2 separate regions of the Zea mays genome follow, and region 1 is linked to region 2. The links are chromatin contacts, called in public Hi-C maps. All regions are on one chromosome and are shown on one strand. The core of a region is the stretch at or near the end of the contact, and the rest is flanking DNA. Distances in the headings are between cores, read along the strand shown.

The links. A called contact is a pair of places that touch in the nucleus more often than the background predicts.
Region 1: a contact with region 2 is called in a Hi-C map of ear, with 2.0 times the contacts expected there. The contact joins the promoter of LOC100192572 here to the promoter of LOC100191347 in region 2. A contact is called at or near these places in 2 of 25 Hi-C or Micro-C datasets (ear and tassel).

What each region holds. Positions count from the first base shown.
Region 1 is chr8:144,215,192-144,218,669 of Zm-B73-REFERENCE-NAM-5.0, forward strand. LOC100192572 reads left to right here and starts at 2,200. Exons shown (of 3, transcript NM_001137787.1): 1 at 2,200-2,420; 2 at 2,540-3,178. The coding sequence starts at 2,622.
Region 2 is chr8:143,938,376-143,941,555 of Zm-B73-REFERENCE-NAM-5.0, forward strand. LOC100191347 (carboxy-lyase) reads right to left here and starts at 1,471. Exons shown (of 7, transcript NM_001136781.2): 1 at 1,052-1,471; 2 at 366-463. The coding sequence starts at 1,258.

The DNA of each region.
Region 1 (3,478 bases), core at 950-3,449, 280 kb after region 2:
TCTTGGCCGAGACCGAGGGGAAAGAAGTAGGTTAGGATTTCAGAGTGAAGGTAGATCTAGGGGAATAACCGAATCGAACTTCATGAGACTAGCCGGATCAGGAGCACCACACAAGCAGGAGCACCAAAAAAGTCGATGTCGATGGCCACCAGTTTAGGGACTAGGGTTAAGAGTTAAGACAGATCTGGACTTACAGTTTCAGTGGCGACACAACCGACAAGAACGTCGGAGCAAGAGGGAAGATCACCAGAGTCAGAGTCGGAGTGGTTCAATCGAGGGAACACTGGAGCAACAGGAGAGGGACGAGCGAGAGTTCTAGAGTGTTCGTCGTTCGCGTGAGACAGAGAGAGCGAGGGTGCAAGGAACTGGGAGGGCATGTCGTGGAGTGAGGGTGTGCCACATGCGAGGGGAGATATTTGCTCCCTCGCATGCGGGGCGTGACCGGACGATGGCTATAACGGGCCGAGCTCGGACCTAGCACGCCATGCCACACATGCAGCGCAAGCACGACACGGCTGGCATACCGGGCCAGTACGAGCCTGTTAGTCACCATGCCGGCCCCGGTGCGTGGCGGGCTAAATCTGTGCTGGGCTTCGGATCGCCCGGCTGGCCCACACGTATAACCCGACCCTCGACGGCTCGACCGACCGACTAGCGGACGGAAGAGAAAAGGCAAGAACGAGGGCAGTGGACAGGAGACAGGGTAGGGTATACGCACTAAGGCGTGGCACTCGCCGGCCTGGAAGAAGAGCTTCTACTGGGCCATGGTCTGTGTGTAGAGCTAGGAGAAGGAATTGGCGGCGCTGCAGAAGGTGGAGTAGAGCGTGCGATCGGCCTCGTCTAGCCGCGGCGTCCGCCTTCCTCTTCCTCTTCCGGACCATCGCCGCACTAATCGAGGAGAGGAAGAAAGTAGAAAGGGTCTGCGATGTGGATTGCTTCCTCTGTTTTGTGTCATGGTTTTAGTTCACGCAAGGAGTTTTTTGCTATTATAGTACTTGTTTTAATAGGCTTCTCACTTATGGTACTTTTAAAATAACATTCTCTATAATAGTATTTATAGTTAAAATTACTCTTCAAAATAGTATTCTAACCTTTTTTTAATATTTCTTTTTTCCTTTCATTTTTCATCGTCTTCTAAACTCCCTCGTAATGCCCCTGGTTTAATTTCTCCATTCATTGCCGAAGAACAAATCTTGAGCATCGTATATGCTGTGTTTGGCTGAACGACGTCGCCTGCCTTCATCCAACAAACTGGTTGGTGCATAGGCATTCCAGGCAAGAATACTATTTTCCTGCGCCTGTATAGTGGGTTGCCAGCTTCGTCAACAAACTGTTTCAGATTTAAATGACCTAGACCTTTTTGAACACTAACCATCTCTCATGCAAGGGCTATTTTTCTGAGCCTGTTTTGCTGAACGTGCATGTCGGCTATTCGATCACCACCCAGTCACTGGTGTACTAAAATCAAAGTCTGGTTGTTGCATAGGCATGAGGCCAATTAGAAGGCTTCTCAGGTTGTTTGTAGTTCTGGAGCAGCACAATTATTAGGTTGCTTGCAGCTCATAAACAGGTTGTTGGATAATAGTTTCCATCTAGTCACAATTGTGATAGTGCTTGGCATCATGTTGCGGCGCTGGAGAAAGAATCAGGTTGTGGCACTGCTGCTGAATTGTGATAGTGCTTTGCATCCTCACTAAAACGTGAGCCGAATACTAGAGAAAGTGTATGCAGCGGCGCCGAACGATGAGAAATTAAATCAGAGGCATTATGGGGAGTTTATATGATGACGAAAAATGAAAGGAAAAAGAAATATTAAAAAAAAAGTTGGAATACTATTTTGGAGAGTAATATCACTTATAAATACTATTATAGATGAAGATTATTTTAAAAATACCATAAAGAAGAAGCCTATTAAAACAGGTACTACAGTAGAAAAAAAACTCCGACCGGACGACGGAGAGAAAGGCGGACCAAACAGACCAAATAGACGGAGTCATTTCCACACTTGTGTGCAGACGTCACTATGGGGCTGTAGCCGAGAAGAGAGAGACACGGCCCAACAGGCATAACAGACCGGACCATTTCCAGCCCTCACATGGGCCAAGCTGCAGCCGACAACATACCAGATTTAATATGGGCCTACAACAGCAGAAGACCGGCCCCAGAAATAGTGAAATACTACTGCTAGGAAATCGGGACATGATGATTGTTTGTTTTCTAAGCTCGTTCGCCCTCTCTCTTCTCTCCGTCCAACGACGGCGCGATTCAGATCCAGGCATACAGGCCATCCTTCCGCCGCCGCGGACTGCACCTAATCTTCCTTCTCCAGCAGCCGGGCGTTCCCGTCGTCCTCGATCGTCCCCTGGACTGGATCGCAACGGAGATCCAGCTGGACCTGCGGTGGTCCCTTCCTTTTCTCGGTAGGCCGCCTTGAATGAATTCCTCGTTTTCTGTAATGCATATTCTTTGCTTACTATGAATCCTCAAATCCGAATCTTTTATGTGGTGGATGTGATGGATTGTTTCCTTTGCAAGATAGCATAATGAGCTCGCCAGTGGAGAGGTGATTCGTCAGGCTGGTATCAAGTTCCTAGTCCATGGTGCCTGGATGAGCAGTAGAGATGCTACTGGCCGTGGAAGGAGGAGGGTTCTTCTCGTCTTCAGCTACAGGTTACAGCCATGGCCTCGCCCTCTTGCTGCTCGGACGCAAAGCTGAGGAGAAGCCCGTAAAGGTCTCGCCGTGGAACCAGTACCGGCTAGTCGACCGGGAGACCGAGCAGGTGTACCACCTGCCCTCCGCCAAGGACCAGGCTCCTGGGAAATGTGCTCCCTTTGTCTGCTTCGGATGCACGGCTAATGGCCTCGAGGTGGCGTCTCCTCCAAAAGCGACCTCCAGCAATGCGCTTGGTACCGGTACCTCACAGGAAGAAGCATCTTGTTCAGCAAACAAGACGTTGACCACTAGTGGTTCCATCAGTGGCAGTGAGAGACGAGGCTGTCTTAAGAGCAACTCCAAAAGGGATTCTTTGGAGCACCGTATAGTGGTGAGCGAGGGTGAAGAACCGCGTGAGTCTTTGGAAGAGGTGCAAACCCTGAGATCTAGCATGGAACGGAGGAAAGTTCAGTGGACAGATACATGTGGAAAGGATCTTTTTGAGATAAGGGAGTTTGAAACAAGGTATGATCCAAAAATCCTATCTTTCCTTGCATGCCATTGTGGCCTGGAAATATATTGTGTTTGTGGTTACTAAGTCTGAACACCCTATTGTCAATTGTCATACATGAATGAATGCACATTTCTAACTTCTTCTATTAATGAATCCAAAATCCAAAATAAATGTGCACAACATTATCTCAATTTTTTGTCATGGTTATTTTTGTGCTATTAGGTAACCATCTTGTGAGGTAACTTATCTTCAAGTTTTCAAGTAACAAAGATACCACAAAGTTCGAGCCATCTTAATGAGTAGTCTCCAAC
Region 2 (3,180 bases), core at 221-2,720:
GAGCAGGCAGCCGAGTGGCCTTTTGAAAAACCAGGCCAAAAAGGCACTTCCATTCTACCCCTGTGATGAAGCCGAACCCAGTTGCATTCAAAATGGCTCCTGCTGAAATGATGCAGCAAGAGACTCACGTCTCAAAGGCATACCCAGGGGGGGGCAGAGCCACGGCTGTGGCGATCAAAAGCTACCATTTTGGCGCAGGAAGGCACAGCAAGCATGCACTCACAGCAGCAGCCAGCCATGACCCAGGACCAGGAGCGCCTTCTCATCAAGGAGAGCGAGCGTCTGGTACGACGCACACAGCAGCACAACTTGTCTAGACTCTAGAGAGGAGGGAAGGAAGGGTTATTAGGACTTAGGATGCTCACCCAATCACATGGCGACCTCCATCATGAACTGCATGAGAGACCAGCCCCATGAGGCCGATGGAACCTCCCCCGTAGACCAGGTCGATGCCCCTCTCCACCTGGCACACCAGGAAATCGAGCAATTCACTCGTCAATAGCAACAGCACGTAGAAATGCAGAAAAGAAGAAAAAAAAAAGAACAGCATGCGATATTTTTTCTACAGAATTGGGGTTTTGCTGCGCCAAGCAAGGAAGCAAAGATTGTTCATCCGCGGAGGCAAATGAGGTCACCGGCTCACGGTGACGGCGCGGCAGCACCATCCATTCCATTATAGTATGGGAGATGACCATCCAACTACGACACCACCGCCCTCCAAAACGGCAAAGACTCGCGGCGCCTTTCGGCTCCCCCCGACGGCGAGCAGCCGAGCTGAGGTTCGCCGCGCAGAGCGGGTGCATGATCACCCAAGGACGCGCGGCGTGCGCCACGGCCGCAAAGGCGCAGTCGGGTGGAGCGAGGCAAGCAAGATGGCAGCAACAGAGGCGCGCGGGATTTTGATGTGGTGCTGCCTGCCTGGGAGCTGGGAGACCAGACCGCGCGGCGGCGATTCACCCCCGAAAAGATTGGATTTTTTTGTTTGTTTGTTGGACCGTGAAGGCGGGATTTTTTAGGTGAGGCCGTGAGGGAGAAGGGTCCCGTGGCGTACCAACTCCTTGCCGAGCTCGACGGCGGCGTCCTGGTAGCTGGGCTTCCGGCCCTTGGCGCTGCCGCAGTACACGCAGATGCGATGGAACCGGGAACGCCTCTCGCCGCCGCCGACGCCGCCGCCGTTCAGCCCCACCTGCGCGCCCGCCGCGACCCCGGCCGCTCCGCCTCCGCCGGTCTTCTCGGCCACAGCCGCGTCCATTGCCATCGCGCGCGGCGGGTGCTTGTTTAGCTGCCGATCGATGCGAGTCCGACGAGGTGGTGGCACCGGGGAAGGAGGCCGCGCGGTTCTTTTGGGTAGGTGGGCGCGTGGGTGTAGCCGAGCGGGAGGGAGGGTAGGCAACTGTACACAGGGAAATTTCGAGTGTTCCGACGACTGGGATTGCAACAAAGGCTTCTTCGGTTGCTGCTGCTGCTGCCGCCTCGGCCTGAGCTTGAGGCGGATGGCGTTGGAGAACGCGTCAATTTATAGTGAGCTTGGGAGGTTGAACGGGTGGGGCCCCCCTTGGCTGGATTAGTGGGTCCAACAATTTGCTGGGACTGCCTGGGTCCACCTGTGGTAGTAGGTGCTTTCTCGCCTTTTCGTTTTTGTTTTCTACTGCTCTTTCTTCTTTTCCAGAGACACAGGACAGAGGAGGATGGTTTCTACTTTCTGCTGGTGCTAATATCCGCGTTTGTTTTTCTCTTGCGATTTACCCTTTTCTTTCGAGGAGGCCCTGTCTTTATACCTACGTGAACTTTGTTGGAAGAGCTGATGGTGTGTCAACTTGTAATTTCCGCGCGTGCTATTTTTTCTGAACAACTGTTTGAAATATATTATATTATTTAAAATTTATCTCAAAATACAAAGGATTGTTTTTGGCCATTTATTCAGTAGTACTATCGACGCGGACGAGGATGAGCACTGGTGTCACAAGCAGTAGCTCTTTGGCGTCGAGACCTCCAAGTTGTCGTCTTACATGGCAGGGCTGGACACTGTGTAGCTAGTGGAGGAGTTGTGTTCCCGTATCTCATCAGTCAGTAGCGGAGGAGGTGAACGAGGCGATGGCGAAGTGGAGAGGGCAACAGCGTAGGCGTGTGGAGGCAAGGAGGCCACCGACTCGGTGAGTAGGGGGCAGAAGCACAACGAAGAGAGACGGAGGCGGCAGCGAACGAGGATCCAACGCGGGGGGGGGGGGGGGGGGGGGCTGGGCAGTGGGGGCGGAGTGCGTTGTTGTAGGCTATTGTGGCACGTGGATAGTGGGTTGTTGTAGTTTTGTAGGCTGTTGCAGCGAGGGGAGGGGGAAGGCTAGAGGGGCGACGCACGAAAAGGGGTGTGCACGAAACTGGTGCATTATAATAATAGTGATGCCCCGAAAGTTTACAGCATAAATTATTAGTTTATTTACCACAAAATTTACAAGTTATCCATAAAGTGAGGGTATCCTTGTGGCGGGACCTTATTGCCCTTGATTAAGGGCAAGGCCAGGGAGTTGCCCGACGTCGTGGATGATAGGTGCCCGTGCGTCTTGACGTGGAGGCACCTATGGTTGCTACCACTATTGAGAGTGTCACCAAGTCCTTGTAGAGGAGGGTTAGAGCCTAGCCCCATTAGATGTCGAGAGGCTAGGACACCACATATGTAACTATTTTGGTCACTTCAAACGTGAGATTAATGAATATCGTGGATTGGTGGGGCTACGGTTTCATAGGCAACAAGTGTTGGCCTATGCCCACCTCTAGCCCCCTCTTTTATATTGCGATTGGTGACTCAACCAAATGTTTAAGAGGCGCTCCCGATTAGGACGCTAGTCAGTTAGGATGCCCTTTTCCTCTCTCGAAGGAGGACACCCTAACAGTGCCATTGTCCCACCATTGTCCTGTCTGACTAACGTCTCTCTTAGAAGCAGTATGTTTTATAAGATCACTTGCATATAGAAGCAGTGTCTTGTATCTTGTTTAAGCCATCATCTAAGCCCAACATAGATGTCACCAGATAGCCTGGATTTGTAACGTCATCACTGACACTAATAGTAGCCCCGGCCTACGTGTTGCACGACACGGCAAATGTTCCTCCAGTTTACTTGCGAATTAACGTATTGGCATGATGACAAATTGTTTAGTCTCCTCGAGGATTGCCTGCGCAAATAT